2 separate regions of the Sus scrofa genome follow, and region 1 is linked to region 2. Evidence: chromatin contacts called from public HiChIP or PLAC-seq data. All regions are on one chromosome and are shown on one strand. The core of a region is the stretch at or near the end of the contact, and the rest is flanking DNA. Distances in the headings are between cores, read along the strand shown. Region 1 holds the start of LOC100517502 (small EDRK-rich factor 1). Region 2 holds the start of MRPS36 (28S ribosomal protein S36, mitochondrial).

Region 1 (5,102 bases), core at 2,202-4,701, 410 kb after region 2:
CCACCGGCCTACACCAGAACCACAGCAACGCGGGATCCAAGCCGCGTCTGCAACCTACACCACAGCTCACGGCAACGCCGGATCGTTAACCCACTGAGCAAGGGCAGGGACGAATCCTAGTCGGATTCGTTAACCACTGCGCCACGACGGGAACTCCTGCAAAGTTACTCTTAATTGTCAACAAAACTAACCCACAATAATTTTTTTTTTCCTGAAAGAAGAGGGCATTTCAGAAGTCCTCTAGATATCCTAACTAGTACCTCTGATTAGGACACAAATGTCATGAAGCAATTCAGTTTCTTATAAGCTAAAAAGCCCAATAGCTAGTGATGGAAAATGGATTACACTAAAAAAAAGCAGGATATTCAGGATATATTCTTAACCCTCTATGCCTTTGACTGAATCTCCACATACAGTGAACTAGAACCTGAATACCTGGGCTAGATGGCCCATGAGCTCATCTTTAAAAATATATCAAATGGCTATGTTTTCAACACCGACTATGGGTCAAGCACTTTTCTGGCTCTGAATTAACTCTCACAACAACTTTGAGTTATCATCCTTGTTTCAGATTTTAAAAATAAGTTAAAGGCTTAGAGCTAAATACTTTCTCCCCCAAAATCGCATAAAAACCAAGATCTGTACAACTTCGAAGTCCAGGCTCTTTCCTGTGCTGTTATTGCATACATTTAGTATTAGATTTTAATGCAAGATGAGTAGCTCTAATGTATCAGTAAGACACTTATGCAAAGAAAATGGTAAAAACCTTGAACCTCATTAAACTCAGAGTGCACATCAGAATCACATGGGGAGCTTTTAATGTCAGGTTTAACTTAAGTACAATAAAATTTACCTAGAGCAGTTTTTAATCTATTTTTTTTTGTCTTTTTGTTTTTTCTAGGGCCACACCCATGGCATATGGAGGTTCCCAGGTTAGGGGTCTATTCAGGCTGCTGGCCTACACCACAGCCACAGCAATGCCGGATCCTTAACCCACTGAGCAAGGGCAGGGACCGAACCCGAAACCTCATGGTTCCTAGTCGGATTCATTAACCACTGTGCCACGACGGGAACTCCCAAATTTATTTATCTTTATTTTTTGGTCTTTTTGTCTTTTTAGGGCCACACCCATGGCATATGAAGATCCCAGGCTAGCGGTCTAATTGGAGCTGCTGTTGCCGGCCTACGCCACAGCCACAGCAACACCAGATCCAAGCCGCATCTGCAACCTACACCACAGCTCACGGCAACAGCAGATCCCCAACCCACTTAAGCCTACAGCACCCGGTATGCCCAGACGGTCTCCCATTCAAGTGCTAACCAGGCTTGACCCTGCTTATCTTCCGAGATCAGACGTGATGGCACACGTTCAAGGTGGCACGGCTATAGACTAGAGCAGTTTTTAATGCCCAACCCCAGACCAGTTTAAATCAGGACCAGGTGTAGGGCACAGGCCTGAGCAGAAGTGAAGGTTTCTCAGGTGATTCTAATGTGCAGCCAGGCTTGAGGACCACAGAGAAGACATACTGAAGCCTGTGTAGTCAATTATTCGCCTAACCTCCAAGTTCCACATGGACAACAAAATTTTAGAATAAAATTAAATTTGACTTTTTTTAGAAACATGAATCCTTTTCCTTGAGCTTAAGTGGCAGTCTCAAAGTATTTCTGTAGCAGTTTTATATTATTTGTCACTTAGAGTCATATATGTCAAAGCACCTGCATTGACACCTGTGCACCTGCATTCTCTCCAATTCAATGGATCTTCAGACATCAGTACAGCTATATATGCTGTGTCTCTTTCAGAACAGTTATCCATATAATTGGTGACCTGTCATTCAGACTAGTGGGTAGGATGTCTGCTTTGAAAATGTTTGTCCTAGGAGTTCCTGTTGTGGCTCAGCAGTTAACGAAACTGCCTCATATCTGTGAGGACATGGATTAGATCCCTGACCTTGCTCAGTGGTTAAGGATCCCTCCTTGCCCTGAGCTGTGGTGTAGGTTGGCAGCTGCAGCTCTGATTCAACCCCTAGCCTGGGAACCTCCATATGCCGTGGGTGAGGCACAAAAAAAAAAAAAAAAGGAAAAAGAAAAAGAAAAAGATAATGTTTATCCTTAGCACCCAACAATGGAAGCTAAATGAAATTCACATGGTTATGGTAAAGTTGCATAAGACTTTCTGCAAAACAAATTGCAGTTTGAGAGCTTTAAATTCTTCATCCATGAGTTGGAATAATGACTGCCCCATAATACAGTGTTAGCATGCCTGGTGCACAACATATACTGAGCTGTTGCCCTCTTCTGCAGATTAGGCCTAATTCTACTAAGGATTTAAAAAATAAAAAATGCTTTCCATTCTCCAATATGAAAACTTCCGTGACTTGAGAATTCCTTTAGTATCACTTACCTCTGTTTTCTCTGAGAAGTAGTCAAGCTATCCTCTTTTCTTTTTCCCTTAGTAATTTCCTGCGATTTCTTCATGTTTTTCTGGCGGGCAAGTTCTCGTTGATTTCCACCTAGGAAGACAGTCATGCTATTTTCCCATCTACAAAATTAATAATTCCATTCTAAGGCCTTTATTTAAATGCATCTGAAGTTTGCTTTTTAAGTGGTAAGCCAGCAAAGAATGGCCTTGAATGGTGTTCCTGGATCTGACGACAAGGAGGAAGCTAAGAGGTAAACACTTAAGGTCTTAAGAATATTATTATACTAGTTAAGGTGTTCACTACCTATAAATACCAGATCTCTTCAAACAGGCATTCCAGTTGTCTGTCTATATGGGCCAGTATTTCAAAATAAGTTCTGGCTTTTGAGAAGTGTGGGTGGAGAGTGAAAGATACATCACAGACCACATCTCACACAAGTTGGCCCACGATAATTCAATTGTTAAGCAAGCGAAGACAGATGCTACTAAAACATTACCTGCAAGGGCCAAACAAAAGAACGAGGGAAGAGACTCAGAATTCCTGGTCCTCATTAGGCCTCTCGACTTTTTAAGTATTAAGCACCAGCTATAAGTCACCTCCAAAATAAGACCCCTCCCAGGGCTGCCATCTCCAGGGAGGTGCTCCTTGCTGTGTAAACTTGTATCGGAGGGGCAGATACCTGTCCGACCTTTCAGGCTGGACCGGAGCCAACCTTCCCTCTCTCCCATCTCACTGCAAACCGGGTCCCCACTGCGCCGGACAGAACGGGTTTCACCAGCCGGCCCCCGCCTCCCGCCCGCTGGGCCTCTGCGCTAGACTTCCTAGCCCGACGCTCCCTGCGGCTTCCTCTACCGGTCTGCACACTCACGGGCCATGCTGACCACTGAGCTTGGAAGAGAGCTACTTAGAAAAACAACGACTTCGCACGCTCAGCAGCCGTGCCCACTGGTAGATCTGAGAGACAGAGCCCGCGGCGGCGGGATACTCCTGAGAGAGGTCGACCGCCCCGCCCACCAAGCCCAGACAGCAGCCGGCTTGGCCGGAGAGGGACTGCGCCTGCGCGGCCGCTGGCGGCGGGGCGGGGGTGCGGTGCGTGGGTGCGGGGCGGTGCGGTCCCTGGCGCGGGCCGCGGATCCGCCGCAGCGGAGAGTAGTGTGCTGCCAGGGTCGTTCCGCCGTGCAAGTTTGGTAGAGTTCAGAAAGCGGGCCTGTGTCTGAGAGAGGGATAGGCGTGTGTGGACTTTCCTCTCTGCGTACAGCGAACTGGGGCTTGACCAGCCCCCATTTTTGGGGTAGCGACATTAAAAGTTAGAATATCTAGGAGTTCCCGCTGTGGCGTAGCGGGTTAAGGAGCCCGTGTTGTGTCTGCAGCGGAAGGGGTTGGATCCTCTATTCCGCAGCAGTGGGTTAAGAATCTGGAAACAAATGTGGCATAGGTCTCGACTGCGGCTCAAATTTGCCGCTGGTCCAAGAACTTCCATATGTCCTGGGCGATCTTTCATCACGTTTCAGAGGGGAGAAAGAGAGGAAGGGGACAGAATAGATAGATTGAATGTTAGCTCTGCGAAAGGTGGTATTGGCCCCTTACTTCTTTATTCACCCATCAAGCTTGCAAGGTGGTCTTAATTGTTCTCGTTTTTTTGGAAGAAGCAACTGAGACTGAGACCAGAAGCGACAGATCTACTAGGCAGGGAGCAGTGCAGTGAGGCAGAAGTGAGATTCAAGTTGAAAACAGACTCTCTCAAGTCTGTTCATTTCCTATTTTATCCCAATGCTTTGTCAGGGTGGACAGTACTTTGGGAGTTCCGTGGCTCTGTGCTTGGGTTGTGTGATGGGGAAAGAATGGAAGGGAATGTAGTATTACCAGGAATTCAGAATAGCCTAGAATTACCTTAAACCTACTGAAAAGCGGTGGAGCATCTGTCATGGCTAGATGCAGACATGTAAAGATGCTTGGTATTTATTATCTTCATCTATTCTGTTAATTGTTACAAACTGAAAAATGGGTAGAGTTAGTCTGGACACCCTAAAATTATCCTATTTTGTAAGGCTTTTAATTTGTTGGTTATTATTTTTTTCATTTTTTATTTTTTGTCTTATGAAAGTTCCCAGGCTAGGGGTTGAATCAGAGCTGTAGCTGCCTGCCTAGGCCAGAGCCACAGCAACACAGGATCTGAGCTGCGTCTGCAACCTACACCACATCTCACGGCAATGCCGATCCTTAACCCACTGAGCGAGGCCAGGGATCAAACCCTCGTCCTCATGGATACCAGTCGGATTCTTTTCTGCTGTGCCATAACAGGAACTCCTTCCTTGTGTACTTTTTTTTTTTTTTTTTTTATGGCGGTTCCCAGGCTAGGGGTCCAATCAGAGATACAGGTTCTGGCCTACGCCCTGGCCACAGTGACTTGGAATCCGAGTGGCATCTGTGACCTCTGACCCTGAACCCGGCATCCTCATGGATGCTAGTTGGGTTGCTAACCTCTGAGCCATGATGGGAACTCCTGTACTTTTTAATGTGGCTGTAATACCTGCTCAAAAATTACTATAGTTAGGAGTTCCCATTGTGGTGCAGCGGAAACGAATTTGCCTAGGAACCATGAGGTTGCGGGTTCAATCCCTGGCCTCACTCAGTGGGTTAAGGATTCAGTGTTGCCATGAGCTGTGGTGTAGGCTGCAG
Region 2 (5,356 bases), core at 600-3,099:
ATTTCTTTTCTGTATTTTTTTGGGGGGAGGTTGGCTGTACCCATGGCACATGGAAGTTCCCAGGCCAGATCCTTAACTGCCTGTGCCACGGCAGTGACAATGCTGGGTCCTTAACCCGCTGAGCTACCAGGGAACTCCTGTATTTCTTCTCTGTAATCTGCCTGTTCATGTGCTTTGCCCATTTAGCCACTTTATCAATCTGATTTTATTTTTTGCTTTTTATGGCCACATCTGTGACATATGAAAGTTCCCAGGCTAGGGGCTGAACTGGAGCTGCAGCTGCCATCCTTGCCACAGACACAGTAATGCAGGATGCAGGCTGCATCAGTGACCTATGCCACAGCTCACAGCAATGCTGGATCCTTAACCCACTGAGCAAGGACAGAGATCAAAGCCGAATCCTCTCAGATACCATGTTGGATTCTTTTTCTTTTTTTTGTCTTTTTTAGGGTCACACCCTTCGCATATGAATTAGAGCTGCAGCTGCCAGCCTACACCACAGCAATGCAGGATCCCAGTGGAGTCTGCAACCTACACCACAACTCACCGCTAAGCCACAACTATCTGGTTTTAGAATATGTACTCCTAAAACAAGCTTTGAAAGTTTTTTTTTTTTTTGGATAAGCCCAAAGCATGTGGCAGTTCCTTGGGCCAGAGATCGAACGCATGCCACAGCATTGACCCAAGCTGCAGCAGTAACAACACCTGAATCCTTAACCTGTGCCACAAGAGAACGCTTGAAAGCTTTTTTAAAAATAGATTTCTGGGAGCTCTCTGCTGTGGCACAGGCAGTTAAGGATCTGGCGTTGCTGCAGTTGTGGCATAGGTCACAGAGGCTGCTTGGATTTGATCATTGACACAGGAACCTCCTCATGCTTTGGGTGCAGCATAGAAAGAAAAAAAGATTTCTGCTCTCCTCCATAGACATACTGAATCAGAAGGACCCATATTTAGGCTCAGTAACTTCTAGATTTAGAAACCACTAATCTAGATCATTAAACAAATTTGTCACTCTATTTACAATAATGTAAGTTTACATTAGCTACAAGGTTAAGTGGTTGCAACATATTGCGTGTTAATTTTTTAACATTGTAAGTACTAATATTTACCTTACAATTTAATATAACTTGGGGGAATGATATGGATGGCTCATGCTTCAAAAAGAAAAACTTGAACTTTTGAATTTTCTTAAATTTGAAGCAAGCAGCAGTTTAATATCAGAACTAACGGTAGAGAAAGCAAGCAGAATACCAAATCAGGCAATGCTAATAAGCAAAGGAATAAGAGGTGGCCTACTACAGACCTGGAACTGACCACTCTTTCTGAGCTTGCTACTTATTCCTAAATTTTAACAAGATTGTTCATTTTATTTTATTTTTATTTTTTTGTCTTTTTACCTTTTTAGGGCCTCTCCTATCCCAGGCTAGGGACCTACGCCAGCCTACGCCAGCGCCACGGCAACGCCGGATCCTTAACCCACTAAGCAAGGCCAGGAATCGAACCTGAAACCTCATGGTTCTTAGTTGGATTCGTTAACCACGACGGGAACTCCCAAGATTGTTCATTTTAGGAAGCCACAAGAATTTATATTACTTACTTGGTTTCAGATTAAATTTTGGACTATACTGAAATTGGAAACTGGCTATCCGCAGAGGAACTGTTCCTAAATCACTCACTGGCTGATGAGCAAAATATATCCAACACCGCAAACCTCCAGCGGCAAAACGAAACAATGGAAAACACGTGGATCAGTTTCTACGCGGGAAGGAGGAAGGGCGGGGGCAGGCACAAAGGGGTGGAGCTAGCTCCAACGTGGAGGCGGGTCCGGCTCGAGCGCCCGCTCCTCCTCAGTGACGTCACTTGCAGGGCCCGCCCCCAGCCGCCCAGGACTCCTGATATAGCCGCTGCTAGCTAGTGCTCCGGAAGCTGCCCCTCCTCGGGGGTCATGATGGGCAGTAAGATGGCGTCTGCCAGCAGGGTCGTTCAGGTAAGGCGATTCGGTCGCTTTTCCGCGCCATGGGCGGTAGGGGTGGTGCTGAGGATAGCAACGGCGCTGAGGAGGAAAGGCGGTGGCGGAATCTGCGCCGTGACCACGGCCCTAGATAGGGCCTGCAGCGGCGCCCCTGGGGTGTGTGTGAGAATTGGACCTTGAGCTCGTTGGGTCGGGCATTGAGCCGGGCACTGGAGCCGAGAATCGAGTCAGGCCGCGAGAGTGCATCTTCCCAGGTAGGCCCGTCGCTGCTCCAAAGTCCCTAGACTGCACTCCACTAGGACCTCGTTAGCCTCTTAGGAGTCTGCAGCCTTGGCTGCCTTGGCAATAGCGTGGCCAATCGGCGACTAGTGTTATCCGTGTTGTAGCAGATCAGCCAATCGGAAGGAGGGCGGTAGCGGTGACTGAAAGGAAGCGAAGCTGGCATCTGACCCAGTGTCCCTTCAAGGTCTTGGGAATGGCCGGGGAACTGGCCCCACCTGCTGTGTCCTTGCCCGGGGCGGTATCTCCCCCCACCAGTGCCCCCGGCAGTCCTATCGTCTGGTTACAGGCCGGAATGGGGGGGGGGCTGTAAAAAAATGTATATATTTATCTTTTAATATATGCCTTAGTGTTGGTTTCCTAAGCTTTTTTACCCCTGAGTTTAGATTGGTGCTAGAGGAACTTTATAGTTACTCCACACATCAGTTACTGACTCCTGATAGCTTTTGTATTTGCTTCTCCAGCTGTGGTCTCTAGTTTAAATAGGAAGGGTAAAATTGGCATATAAAGGACCACAGCCTCCACTTCTGCGGTTTCTTTACGTGATCTTTTTCAACTCTTAAAAGTGTATTAGTGTATGATTAACTTTTAACTTTGATATGAGAAGTTCATTTCTCTTTGCAAAAATACTTGCCTTAAAAGACTCTTAAAGTTATTTCACTCTGAAGGGTAATCCTGCATCCCAATCCTTAGCCTCTTTGCATTGAATGGTCCTCACTTAGTCGTTGAATGGGTAGTTATTGAGCACTTGCTAATTAAAGACGCTGGGAGGACAGGAGACCATCTGACAAGAGACTAGTATCCATAATAGATAATCACATATTCCCATGGCATATAGCCCAATTTTTTTTTTTTTTTTTGCCTTTTTGCCTTAGGGACCTCCATATGCTCCCGCGCGGCATATGGAGGTCCCCAGGCTAGGGGTCTAATCAGAGCTGTAGCCACCGGCCTACGACAGAGGCACAGCGCGCGGGATCCGAGCCGCGTCTGCAACCTACACCACAGCTCAGGGCAACACCGGATCGTTAACCCACTGAGCAAGGCCAGGGATCGAACCCACAACCTCATGGTTCCTAGTCGGATTCGTTAACCACTGTGCCAGGGCGGGAACTCCCCAATTTTTAAAATGGGTAAAAAAGGTTGATATTGCTCAAAAGAAGATATCTAAATGAGCAATAACCCTATGAAAAGATCCTCAACATCATTACTTGCCAGGAAAATACAAATTCAAACCGGAAAATACTACTACACACACCAAAATTATTTAAAAGACTGACAGTACCAAGTGGTTATGAGAACATGAAACCCCTGAAGCTCTCATACACTGCTGGTAGGACTATAAAATGGTACAGCCCTCTGGAAAACTGTTTTGTCATTCTCTAGTACTAAACATACCTGCTCTGTGTCCCAGCAGTACTACTTAAAGGTTTATACCCCAGAGAAATGAATGCATATACCTAGAAAAACACTGTATAAAAGTGTTCATGCTTGCTTTATTCATAATAACACCCAATCCAAAAAATATCCAAATGTCCATAAGCAAGATAAATTGTGGTAGAGTTGTTAAAATGGAATAGTACACAGTAGTAATAAACGACTAACTACTGATATATGCAAATTAAAAAAAGATATTATGAAATACACAATAAGGAACCATCTGACTCCTTTTAACAGAACTGCAAAGACTTGTATTCACATTCATAATACAAAGCAGTATGTGGTGGTGTTATGTAATAATTACACTTTAGCAAAATATATTTAGTATTTCTGTGGCAGGCCTACACTGCTGGGACTGCAGTGCCAACAAGGTAATATATGGTGCCTGCACAGAGCTTAGAACTTGGCTGTTGATCTGTATCTTGAAGTGTAGTATTTCAAGAGACTGGCAAAAACTGATAGGAATTAACAAAACATGGTGTCACCACTAAGTAGAGAAATTTGGCTGGACCACAGGGTGTTCAAAAGTAATTTTAGAAGAGTAAGTTCTAAGTATTCATCAAATGCCTGCTGAATGCCAAGCAGTATGTCTTTGATATGTTTGAGATGCTGCAAAATTAGAAATGAGATAGTTAATTATTTAGGAAATCATTTGGCTGCTTGAGACATAGGGGAAGAAAATAGGTGGTTGGATTAATTCAGGGTTTAAAGTTTACAGGTGAGGTGAAAACAAACCTCCAGCAAGGCAATTGAGAGTGTTATTTTATTTTTTTCTTTTTGCCATTTATTGGGCTGCTCCCTCCGCATACGGAGGTTCCTAGGCTAGGGGTCCAATCGGAGCTGTAGCCACCACCCTAGGTCAGAGCCACAGCAACGCTGGATCCAAGCCACCCACTGAGCAAGGCCAGGAATCAAACCCGAAACCTCATGATTCCTAGTCGGATTCGTTAACTACTGAGCCACGACAGGAACTCTGGCAATTGAGAGTGCTAAAAGGATGTTGAATGAACTGTGGGTTCTAGGCTAGATAAGAAAGTAAAGTCAGGATGGAACCAGTTAACTGAGAGAAAAGGGAACCATCAAGGAAATGAAGGGCTTGGAGTGCCCATCATGGCTCAGTGGTTAACAAACCCAACTAGAATCCATGAGGATGTGGGTTCGATCCCTGGCCTTACTCAGTGGGTTAAGGATCTGGCATTGCCACGAGCTGTGGTGTAGGTCGAAGATTCAGCTCGGATCCCGAGCTGCTGTGGCTGTGGTGTAGGCGGGCAGCTGTAGCTGTGATTGGACCCCTAGCCTGGGCACCTCTATATGCCATGGATGTGGCCTTAAAAAGACAAAAGACAGAAGGGAAAAAAAAGAAAAATGAAGGGTTTGATGAAACAGATGGTGGGAAATAACAGAGAAGAGAGTTATAGGTAAAAATGTTGTGGTTGAGGTTAGATTTTAAATCCCTAAGATTTAGGGATGGTACAGCTCTGAACTCAGTAAAGAATTAAGAGTAAAAGAAAAGAACCTTTCAGAAACAGACACTAAACTAGAAAGAACATAAAGGTCAATCAGCAGCTTGGAAGTTTTGCTGTAGAAAATAGTGGAGGAAGAGAGAATGATTTTAAAAATCACAGATAATGATTGAGGCCTGCGCAGGTCCCAACCTGTCCGTGGTTT

The links. HiChIP or PLAC-seq counts read pairs in DNA pulled down with a chosen protein or histone mark.
Region 1: a contact with region 2 is called in an H3K27ac HiChIP or PLAC-seq map of alveolar macrophages. The contact joins the promoter of LOC100517502 here to the promoter of MRPS36 in region 2. A contact is called at or near these places in 1 of 5 promoter capture datasets (liver), 2 of 47 Hi-C or Micro-C datasets (heart right ventricle and skeletal muscle) and 2 of 2 datasets of contacts at active chromatin or transcription factors (alveolar macrophages and skeletal muscle).

Annotation. Positions count from the first base shown.
Region 1 is chr16:47,794,128-47,799,229 of Sscrofa11.1, forward strand. It overlaps LOC100517502 (small EDRK-rich factor 1), which reads right to left and starts at 3,452. Exons shown (of 3, transcript XM_003134027.5): 1 at 3,292-3,452; 2 at 2,405-2,513. The coding sequence starts at 3,298.
Region 2 is chr16:47,384,563-47,389,918 of Sscrofa11.1, forward strand. It overlaps MRPS36 (28S ribosomal protein S36, mitochondrial), which reads left to right and starts at 1,850. Exons shown (of 4, transcript XM_003134022.5): 1 at 1,850-1,987. The coding sequence starts at 1,946. It overlaps LOC102160395 (a long non-coding RNA gene), which reads right to left and starts at 1,784. Exons shown (of 4, transcript XR_308458.3): 1 at 1,598-1,784.